2 separate regions of the Zea mays genome follow, and region 1 is linked to region 2. Evidence: chromatin contacts called from public Hi-C data. All regions are on one chromosome and are shown on one strand. Each heading gives the region's core, a stretch centred on a gene start, on an enhancer-like site or on the middle of the called end of the contact. The rest is flanking DNA. Distances are from core to core; before and after follow the strand shown. Region 1 holds the start of LOC100282336 (small nuclear ribonucleoprotein G). Region 2 holds the start of LOC100217250 (ATP-dependent protease La (LON) domain protein).

Region 1 (5,826 bases), core at 2,186-4,685, 260 kb after region 2:
AAATGACTGATGCTAGAGCTAGCTGGATAATAAGGAATTACAAGAGCATTGCAAACCTGTGATAGCAGAACAATGTGTTGAACACCCTTGAGGTCGATCGGTTCAGAGAAAAAACCATCCTGTAAACATATCAAGTTCAAAGGTAAATCATGCAATTAAAGAGGAATGGCATTTACGTTCTCATATAAGTACATAACTAACTAACACATCACATATCTTTCTCAAGATTAAGATGAACATAATGTACCCATAAGTAGTTCCAAATATGTGGCACATATGGATAATACTAAATTAATACTCTCTTCATTTCAAATTACAAGGCTATTTGACTTTTCTAGAATCATAGCTTTTGCTATGCACTTACATATACATTATGTCTATATGCATATAAATCAATATATCTAGAAAAGACAAAATGTCCTACTGTCCTACATTTGGAATGGAGGCAGTAATATCTAGTTGATTCATACCATGAAATTCTAAAGTTTCCTAATAGAAAGAGCTCTTTACATGAAAGTCAAAAGGAGGGACTCAACTAAATCTGTTAGTTATTGTTTTATACATAAAAATTAAGTAATGCCCTAAACATCAGGCCATCAGCTAGAGGGCCTCCAAAAAGTGTCAAACAATCAACAATTGTACAGATAATAAAACAGTACACCTAATGATTATTTTTTGGGCAAATAGTACGCCCCATGCTTTATGTTGAACACAAGTACACCTCATGCTTTGGGAGTAGCTAATATATGAATAGAAACCTCAAAGTTTTAACATACATCAGCTGGACAAATTATAGCACGAACGCCCCTTAGTGCTCTCTTTGTGAAGGACTTATCTCCGATATCACCAACCATGCACTATAATAAACCAAAATGAGATTATTTGAGTGATACTCGCTGTACTTATCAACAAAATATTACTGTACAAGATGGAACCGTAAAAAAAATACATGCATTGTTTCTTTTATTGGTAATTTCAGATCTAAAAGATAGCAGTAACGCAGAATGTTGCAACATCTGAGAAACATATAGAATAGTGGAATACAGTAAAAAATTGAAGTGTCACCTCCACATAAGTTCCAAAAGCTTCTTCAGTGGTTCGTTTATCCTTAACAAGTGCTTTTGTTCTAGCCCTTTTCAGAATTAGTGCTAATATCACCATCTGAAAATACAAGGAAACCAACTTGAATCGTTTGCCCTTACAAGTGTTTGTAGCTAAGGTATACTAATAAAAGTTCATTCTTTTTTGTTGTTGGGTGAACTGAACCTTTAGTTGTTTCCTTAGCGAGGACTTTATGCTCAAACAACTGGTTGTGTTAGACTGGATTATTCTTTTCTAGAATATAGTGTGCAGTTCAGATTACGGGGAGAAACAAAATGAAGACACACAAATTACCACATTGAGTAAAGTACGTTACCGGTCCCTAAACTTGTAGCATTGTATCATCATGGTCACTAAACTCCCAAAGTGTACATTCAGATCCCTAAACTTGTGAAATTGTATCATACCGGTCCTTCAATTCTTAACATGCATATTTCAGTTTTTATACTTGTATGATTGTGGTATCTGTTTCTCTAAAATTATTTTTAATGTGATTAAAAACAAGTTAAGAGTTTATGAACATGTGATGACACAAAAAATAAGTTTATATACCCAGATGGCACAACATATAATTATAGAGACCATAATGTGCATATTAAGAGTTTAGAGACTGGGATGATACAACTTAACAAGTTTAGAGACCTCAACGTGCACTTTATGAGTTTAGATACCGGGATAATACAACGTTATAAGTTTAGGGACTACTCTATTCTAATAAAGTCTGTACAATGGCACTTCCACGGCAGAAGGAATAAGGAAACATGGAGATGAAAGGACACCTGTCCAATCTCACTGTCGCCATTGGTGACTAGCACAGCGTCCCGAGACTCCTCAATATCTATTTGTCACCCCAGATCTGCCAACAAATAAGAAGACACAGCCGCCAAGGAGTTCAAATTTACAGAGTGCTTTCTCTATGTACCTTGAGACTCGTCCTCCTCATCCTCCGCAGCCCCATCCTTGGGAAGCAAATCGGGTGCTCCATACCATCTCCTTAACTTTGGCCCTCCTAGCAAGATTTGAAACGAACAACTCAGGGTCAGGGCCTGCTAGGTTAGCTAGTAGTCCTGGCTCACTCTGCCACATTGACAAATGACAAGGGTAGCCAGTATCCAATTAGATAATGGGAACATATCATATGCTCATGGAGCTCTTGTGCTTATATGAGCACTTTAAATCTGGTGCATTCATTTCTCATCCAGGGGTAAGGGCAGCAGTGGCACACAGAAGAAACTAGGAAATATCTATTCACACTTTGATGAGAAATGAAGGTACCAGATTTAAAGTGCTCATACGAGCACAAGAGCTCCATGAGCACAGAAAATGCTTAGATAATAGGAACAATTGGATCTATACCATTAAAAGATCCAAACTTTAGATATATACCATGGACCCCACATGTCATTGACTCATGTGGACCCACATGTAAGTGAGATAGTAATAGTATGGATCCAAAGTGGTGATCTTTTAATGGTATGGATCCAAATTTCCCTAGATAATAAGATAAACAACCACATTCACACTTAGACGAAAAATGAAGGCACCAGATTTAAAGTGCTCATACGAGCACAAGAGCTCTAAGTTCGCTTAGATAATAAGATAAACAACCACAGAAAAGATGTTTTTTTTTTCTTTAGTTGTTGCTACTGCCTACTGACATAGGGATGCACTGATCCGAGTACCTAAGAGGGCTAAGACCCGAAACTCATTTCCCTCTTCAGGGACATGTTCAGGTACCACGAAACGGACATCGGCTCTACCGCAGCGAGTCAGCTTCTAACCCTGTTGAGACTCGAGACACATACCCTCGATGTAGTCAAGGATGCGGTCGGTGAAGCTTGCCTCGTCCTTTCTCTTTGCGCGGACGACAGCGAGAAGCGCCGGCCTTCTTCTTCCAGGAGAGAGAGGGACGGCGTTACCCCTGTCCCCGGCGCGAAGTGGAGGCGGCGTGGGGTAAAGGCGCGGGAGCAGGGGAGGCAGGGGCATTGGAGTCTCGGGAAGGAAGCGCACGACCACGAGAGAGAGAGATTTCGCGTACGTGACCGTGGTTGCCCGCTGCGGGATAACGCTTCAACGGATGGCCTAGTGCCGCTGCGCCACTTCTTTGTCTAACCGTCATTATAGATGGGCCTCGTTCCTTGTTGGAGCCCAGGGAGCCCAGCTACCCTGCACCATGCCCACTTGGAGAGCCCGATCGTCTCTCATGGGCTGCAAATTGCAGTAGATGGTTCGCGGCCCATGACTAGTCGAACGAACCTACCTGCAGGCTGTGGCCTCCCTCAATGTCTCCATCGAGCTAGGGTTTTGAGGCGGCGGCGGCGGCTTGTCCCATTTAAAGCTGGACTGCTCCATCAGACTCGCCTCCTCGGCCGCTATCTGTTTGTTGTGTTAGGGTTTCGTCTCGTGTATAAGGCGTTCGGAGCTCGCAAATCCTTTCCTCTCTCGCGTTCGAGGCTAGGTAGCCGTCACCATGAGCCGCTCGGGGCAGCCTCCGGATCTCAAGAAGTAAAGCGCCCGCATCTCTATCTGTCTCCCCCTTCATATTAGAATCCGGTTTGATTGGTTCCGTTGAGCTGATTTGGGTTTGTTTCCTTTGGCGTCGCAGGTACATGGACAAGAAGCTTCAGAGTAAGTGATATTCTCTCGATTCTACAATCCAAGCCCCAATAGTTCATTTGCAGTTCAGAAAATTTTTCTTTAGTTTTAAAGGGTGAAACATGCATGTGTGTCACCAGTATGTTTAGTCTTAGGGATATGATCCCAGTGCTGACTAGGGCGGGCAGTGATGATTAGGGCATCACCCAGCTTTCAGTCCATGGACGAACCATATTTCTCACTAGCTGCGCTTTTGCTTGTTAGCTCTTTCTCCTGTTGTCAACTTGCATCGATTGCTTTTGCGCCAAAATAAATGTTTCCATTTTTTTCGGCAATTTGAACATCCTTTTTGGTTCCAGTTTCTTCTTCAGCCTGACCATGCGCGAACATTGTATCTCTGTTTGTGATCTTGGTATTTGAAATCCTCTAAATGATGAACATAATTTGAAGTCTATGGATTTATCTCCAGATGAGGCTTCATGTCATAGTTACTCTGATAGTGCATTCATCTACATTTTTGCTTCCTGATAATAGTCACAGCGACACCCCATCTATCGATGGTTCATTTGGTGTTGTAGCCTTCCCTATGATAGTGTGGTGACTACTCTATCTGATCTTCTGTCATCGTTTCTCATTTTTGTAGTTGCTCTGATAATCCAAAATGGCAAAATCTATTCTGTCCATAACCTGTTTGGCTATGGCTGCCCTACATGATGATAATTTTCGAAAAGCTATGGATTAATTTCCAAATGAGGCTTTTTTTGTCATAGTTACTCTGATAGGGTGCCATATCAATCTTTTCGAATTCACTTGTGTAAATCAGTCTGATTTTTGAGGGGCCAGATTGTTGTCATTTGTAAATGCTGGGGAATTTGACACACAAGAAATGCTATTGACCCAAAAAAAAGCTGGCATCAAATTACATCTATTGGGAAGTCGTCCCTAGTATTAAATGTGATAATTACTTGTTACATAAATTATGCCCTCAACACATTTTAAGTCTAGTACAAGTCGTCATTCCCTTAATAAGTCAACTTCTAGAAAAGTCCCAAGTCATTATTTATTAAGCTTGGGCAATCTTATATAAAGTAATACCATATGTCATGTTGGGGACTTGTTCTCAGATGCTATGAGTTAAGAAAAAGGCAACACAGAAAATGTTAAACGGTAGAGTACTTCGTCCTTCGAAGCATTATTTCCCTTAGGATACAATGATTTTCGGACGAAGGTTATGTAGGGCGCACCTTCATAAACACAACATACGATGATGAAGAATGAACCATATGAAATATGAAGGACAACATAGACAATTATATATTATTATCAACTTATTTTTGCATTATTATTATGAAGAAATAAAAATGATATCAAGTTACAAATGTAATTTCGACTTGAAAGGAGACGTAAGTACCAGTGCAACGCAAAAGCAAATGCCAAGTCAGCGTGAACAGTACGGGGGTACTGTTCACCTATTTATAGGCATGGGACACAGCACATATAAAATTACATTAATGCCCTTTACATTTGGTAGTAATTCTATAGTAATCCACCGAGGTCTGAATAGTCTTTTCATCTAAGTCGGTTTCCTTTTCTGCTACCACGTCGAAGCTTTACTGCTCACATCTTCGGCGTTGTATCAACCTTCGTATTATTTTGGGCTTCTCCTACTGTGATATCGACTCGAGTCCGAAGATACCTGTTCACACATTATACTCCAGAAACACTGTTAAATCCTGTTTTTGAGGACCTTCGGAAGCCGAAAGCCCCCAACATGTCACAACAAAAAAATATGAAAATATGTTTTATGTTGTATCTATTTGATTATGTGTCATAATTAGTAATATTTTTGCTATAAAATTTGTTGGAACTCCTAAAAAAAGCTGTTACCCACTAGAGGCTTGGTCTATATTTATAATGGCATCTCTGAGGTCTCACTGTATATACAGCCACAAAGGCTTCCTTGTTTTTCTCTACATGATTTTTTTTGAAAGTTTTTAAAGTCCAAAGTGTATTACTTGAGTCAAGCAGTGAGGCTCATGCTTTCATTGTTTTCTGTATTTTTCTATGTGTATTGATGCAATAATGTCCTGTTTTGACATTTTATTTATTTTTTTATCTTGGAGATGCTAC
Region 2 (5,954 bases), core at 3,377-5,876:
TGGAATTCAATTCCAAAGATATAAACGGTGCGTTAGCTGATCTATGGTTCAAATGTGAATCTATGCTTCGAATGTGAAGTTGATATAGTGTTGTCAAATCTATGGTTCAAATGTGATGTTGACGCGATTTCACATCGAGGATAGCTTTTTAGGGGACCGGATTCTGTATAAAAGCCGAATGAGGATAGCTGACTTTGATTTTGTGGCTAATATACTGCCAAGTGTATATACCTTTTAAAATATATTGTTGATGAATCTGGCCAGACTTAAAACGCAGCTACATGACCATTTCATAGTCCGCTCCTTCTTAATTCTTCTCGTATTGACATTTATTTGGTTAACGAGCTGCATGACAGCTTAAATCTCAAACCCACGTGACAGATCCAATTCAAGCTAGGCAACAGTTGCTTGAGAGGGGAATCCGGACAAATGGATTGATCAAGATCATTAAGGCTTTGTTCGTTTACGTAGGATTGCACCCGGAATCGTTCCAGCTAATCAAAGTTTATATAAATTAGAGAAACGATCCGGTTAGGAATCGTTTCGGCCCACCAATCCGGCACAAACGAACAAGCCCTAAGGGTCCGTTCGGTTAGTTTGGAATACATCTGAAACTGTTCCGGCTTATCAAAAACTATATAAATTAGTGAATAGTTTCGACAGGGAATTATTTCGGCCCGTCGTTCCGAAAGAAGCGAACGGGCCCTAAGTGCATCGTCTAGCCTTCATCTGTGAAATGTGTGGAACGAAACTGAACGTACTTCCTGATTTATGGCACTGTTAACACTCACTGTCTTCTCTGCTTCCAATGATCTCTGAATGAAGGAAGCTCTCTTCCACTGAAGCCTTCCTCAATTTCTGTCTGGGGCGGAAACAACAAATAGTCACAGTGAGCATATACTATGCCTTAACCCCCATTTCCGAAGCAGTGTAAGAGCAGGGTGCTTCTGCTCTATTCAGGCTTTGGTTTCATACAGTATATAGTGCATGGTTGTACTGATTTTTTCACTTGCTGCGTAGTTGCCTAATCAGAAAGGGCAAGACCAAAGCTTCCTTGCTGCTACGTACTACGTTCTTGAGGAAATGTCAGGATCATTTCATTATTCTTGCATTGGTCTGTGTTCATCTGTTTTCGGACTGCACCAGCTGATGTATTCGTTTATTGTAAAGCAATGGACAGCAGGCTTAAGTTCGTTCGTGCCTGCAGAAAGATGCTCTCGTTTCATACTTTCATTCAATGGCTTTTGCTTGGCGCTAATTTCGTTCCATTTGGAAGAGAGAGAGAGAAGAAGAAGAAAAAAACATGGCCATAATTTCCTTTTTCAATTGATCAGAGCAGCTGAGTCATTATATGATATGACGACACCTTTTACAACGTTCCTCCGGCAAATTGTGAATCTCGTAGACCCACACCACTACTGGTTGTTGGCGCAAGCCACGCCGCGCCGCGCCCAGGTTTTCTAGTTGCATCTGAAGCCCTTGCAGAATCAGCAGTGCTTGCCATGTAAATAAAATGTAAAATCTCGTGTTTCTTCCAGTTCCAGGCATAGGGTGTGGTAATCTAAGCCTTTGAGTTGATTGCTATAAAAATTTTTTTTGAAAGGAAGCGTTGATTGCTATAAAAATGTTATGCGCTTTTATGTTAAACTTTGGAGTCTGCGTATACTGATAATGCTGAGGTTGTTGGGAGTGCCTCCAGCAGTGCTGTATCAGCCCAATGTAAACTCTGAAACATACATCTAGAAATAGCATATATACACACGAATGAGTACATCAGTTTATTAGAAATAGCAGCAGAAGTGGCAGCACAGAAAGGCCATGCAAGAATGTACAGGCAGCAGCAGGAGCTGGTCGTAGCTGAAGCAATACCAACAGCAAGCATATAGTCTGGTTGCTTATTGCCCTTCTTATTATTTTTTTAGAGCTTTAGATCATCGTCCCAATCTTTTCCAGGAAACACCAAGGACTAAACCAACATACAAAAACAGACCAACTCACTAATCAAACCCTTAGGTATTAACAGACGGTCAGACCTCACCAGGGAACTTGTACAGTTCTTCTACCCTTGAAAATGTACAGGTCCGCGATCTACTTCTCGTTGCAGGACGAGTGCTGGAACGCGTCCTTGATCGCCGCCAAGGCCGCCAGGTACTTGCTCCTGCGCTCCAGGTACTCCCCCTCCCGCGCCAGCCGCTGCGCGGCGTCGTCCATCCGCAGCAGCGCCTGCTGCTCCCGGCGGTCGTCGACGAACAGGCGCGCGACGAGGAACGAGAGCGAGGCGGCGGTGTGCAGCCGCCGGTCGCCCTGGCGGTACGGCAGCGGCGGCGGCGGCTTCTGGCCCAGCTTGTCCGCGAGCGCGGCCACGTTCCCGAGGTGCCGCTCCACCTGCTGCATCAGGTCGTGGTGGTGGTGGTGGTGGCTGTGGTCACGGTCCCGAAAGACCTGGACCCGTGCGACCGCGTAGGGCTTCGTCCTGACGGTCTCGACGACCCGGAACCGGTCCCTGCCCACGCAGGTGAGGAAGAAGCGGCCGTCGGTGAGCCTCTCGCACTCCACGACGTGCACGACGCACCCCACGTCCGCTACCCCCCCGCGGCAGACGACCCCGAAGCTGAGGCCCTGCTGCAGCAGGGTGTGCGCCATGATGCGGCTCCGGAACTCGAACGCGTGCAGCTGCAGCGTGGCGCCGGGGAAGACGACCGACGGGTGCGTCACGACGGGGAGCTCGGTGGTCTGGTGGTCTTCCGGTTCCGGGGTCTGATGAACAGCCTCGTCGTCCGTGAAGCCGTGTAGGCCTAGGCCGTCCCTGCACCTCATCAACGTCGACGTCGTGCTCCTCTTGCGGACGACATGCGGCGGCGGCGGCGGCTTCGTGGCAATGGCAACTCTTGTCTGCGGGTCGGGCCTTGGAGGAAGCTTTGGGTGGTGCGGAGGCGAGTGCCACTGGCTGAAGCTGTGGTGGCTGCTTGGCCGCCTCGCGAAATTGGATGGGAGGTGCGGGGTCTTGAGGGCCATATCAACTCTGCCTCTGCGCAGAACAAAACAAGAGAGATGCATACGGCGTATAAGAGTTTAGTGAAAGAGTTAGTGACACTGTGACAGAGAGGAAAGATTAAAGGGCGGTTATATTATGGCCTCTAATGAAGCGGCTGCATGATAGGTCATGTTAGTTACTCTCTCCGTCTACATGATTTAGTCGTTTTAGATTTATTCTAAATCAAACTATTTGAACAACAATATATATCTCTCCGTCTACATGATTTAGTCGTTTTAGATTTATTCTAAGTCACACTATTTGAACAACAATATATATATATATATATATATATATATATATATATATAAGATTAAAATATTTTAAACTATAATAATTATGTATTATAATAGTTCGAGTCATGATAAATCTAGTACCTTTACTTTTGTGTTATGTTTGTATTATAAAATCTTATGAAATATTCGGTGTAACTGGTCGAAGTTAATAGTGATTAATTTAGAACAAATCTAAAGGACTAATTCTTGTGGACGGAGAGAGTAACTAGCAAACAAATTATTATTTAGGTTGAACCGGCTAATAAACTAATTGCTAATTATGAGGTGACTAACAATTAGCTAGGTATTAGCTGAGTGTGTTTGGAAGATCTAATTTAAACAGCTATCTAGGTTCCAAAGAGGGCCTAAAAAAATGGGAAAAGGCCATGAAATGTCTATCCACATATGATTGCAGAAGGTTTGTTTGAGATGGAAAGTTTGTAGAGTTGTTGGGAAGCCTGTCTGTACTTAGAGCATCTCCAACAATGCCTTAAACTAGTGCCTCAAATTGAAATATAGGGCTCTACACAGGAAAAATCACTCCAACAGTGCCTCAATTCAACAAATTTTGTCAAAAAACTATAGGGCACCCTCTCAAGTGCCTCAAATATACTACACCGTAGTGAGCTGCCCTATAATGTAGATTTGGGGCTTTACTGTTGGAGCGGGGTGTTTTATTGGTGCCCTAAATTCTATACAATTTACTTATTTTTAAATTATAAGGCATTTTTATAGGTCACGTTGTTGGAGATGCTCTTATGTGTAAGAACCCTTGGTGTTGAGAGAAAAAGAAGGAAGGAAAAAAAAAAAGATAAGTGTCTGGTGTGCTTATCATCCTAAAAAAATAAATAAAAATCGATGGAAACTGCCGCTAGTACTCCTCGTAACTCCGGGTATGCCGGATGTGCGGCGACAGAAAGGACTCTGGAAAACTAGGCGCGCGGATGGCGGGTCTTTGAGACGTGGCTTAGTTACGTTGTCGAACAGAGAGGTTTGCCGGGGACATGGCAGAAGGCCAGAAGCACGCAGGCGACAGGAAAGGACTAACGCGGTGGTGTGGGGAAGATGTGGTAGGGGTTGCTGGTGTTGTTACCTTGGCGGTGGTCGGCGGACGAACGGCGACGATCGAGGTCGGTTGCCGCCGGGTTCGCAGCAGGCAGAAACGGCGGAAGGGATGGGAGAAGGGAGACGGCGAAAGGGGGCAGTAGTGGGAGAGAGCAGGGAAGGGGGTGGAGGTGGGCGGAGAAAGAGGAGGTAGTAGGCGAGTGGATAAGAGCAGAGGAGGATCCGACCCCTATGATAATAATAATAATCTATAGTACTAGTAGATAGATAGAGGCTCGCACTTTTATACATCCCAAATGCTAGTAAATTCTCCAATCGCAAGCAAAGTACGGAGGGGGCAGCAGCTGGCGGTGGTCCCCACCGTAGTAGGATAGGATTGGATGGGTTATCTTATCTCTGCTTGTCGCCTAGCGTAGCGGCAGTGACAAAACGTCGGCGAAAACTAAAACAGGGTGCCACGCCCACCTGGGCCACCTCTCTCTCTCTCTTGGCGCGCCGGCCGGCCGGCCTGGCGTGGTCCGTGGTGGCGTTTGGAACACCTGTCTGTCCGTTCGGTTCAGATAAAAACTGGCAGTTTAAACTGCTATAGTTATAATTTATAGAGATGAACCAATTTGTTCGCCCTAAGATCCTTTGTTCGTTGCTTCAAATGGTCGATCACTTCTTTTATTCGCAGCGGGATTCCGTTTTCCAGACAGCGATCTTCTATCACAGACACGACGACTCCAACTATCTATCGCTCACCGCTTTTTTGCCCCCCACTCCTTCTCACTTATTAAAGCGTCTGCAAAAAACATATATACTTTTTTTATTGTCTCTCACTTACATACAAGTATCTGTTTATGTACAACTATGCACACACTCACATCACAACGCATACCAACCCACCTCTACCGTACACAAGCGGACCTACAAGTAGATGCATGTAGTGGCGAGCTATGACGCTCGCCGCAGCTGAGATCTGGTCGAACCCTCCTTATCTTTTACAATTTGTTAGAAAAAATGTACTTTATAAACATATGCACACAGCTATTTGAGCGGTTGACCTGCTCGTGACGATACATCTCCTCGGACTCCTCTTGTCAATCTATGGTGGCGTGCAGGCCTCGGGCGAGCCGGTGATGTGTCCGCCGTAAAAAGGGGGGCCTCGGGCGAGACGGAAGTCTCTCGAGGTCGGCTGCCCTTGGCCGAGGCTAGGCTCGGGGTGAAGCGTGATCGAGTCACTCGTGTGGACTGATCCCTGACTTAATCGTACCCATCAGGCCTTTGCAGCTTTATGCTGATGGGGGTTACCAGCTGAGAATTAGGCGTCTTGAGGGTACCCCTAATTATGGTCCCCGACAAATGTGCATGAACTCACCAAAGGTGGGAGTTCACGTGAAGTGTAAGGCTTACCAAAGAGGATGGTTAGAGCTGAGCATTGCTTTTAAAGTTGGTCAAAATTTTATTAGCAATTAGTAAGTATAAGTAAATACCAAACCCAATTAAGTAGTAGAACAAAAGTAACAACATCACCTGCGATGCAATGCATATGACAAATTGAATTTAGTTCCATAAATTAATCATCAGAGAGTCCTGAG

Evidence for each region. A called contact is a pair of places that touch in the nucleus more often than the background predicts.
Region 1: a Hi-C map of leaf shows a contact between it and region 2, with 5 times the contacts expected there. The contact joins the promoter of LOC100282336 here to the promoter of LOC100217250 in region 2. A contact is called at or near these places in 2 of 25 Hi-C or Micro-C datasets (ear and leaf).

Annotation. Positions count from the first base shown.
Region 1 is chr1:71,863,190-71,869,015 of Zm-B73-REFERENCE-NAM-5.0, forward strand. It overlaps LOC100282336 (small nuclear ribonucleoprotein G), which reads left to right and starts at 3,436. Exons shown (of 4, transcript NM_001155248.1): 1 at 3,436-3,606; 2 at 3,707-3,729. The coding sequence starts at 3,572. It overlaps LOC103636217, which reads right to left and starts at 3,176. Exons shown (of 9, transcript NM_001347002.1): 1 at 2,907-3,176; 2 at 2,024-2,110; 3 at 1,881-1,939; 4 at 1,066-1,161; 5 at 777-857; 6 at 57-119. The coding sequence starts at 3,087.
Region 2 is chr1:71,606,622-71,612,575 of Zm-B73-REFERENCE-NAM-5.0, forward strand. LOC100217250 (ATP-dependent protease La (LON) domain protein) reads right to left here and starts at 4,627. Exons shown (of 2, transcript NM_001143605.2): 1 at 4,403-4,627; 2 at 1,758-3,028. The coding sequence starts at 3,015. The coding sequence ends at 2,089.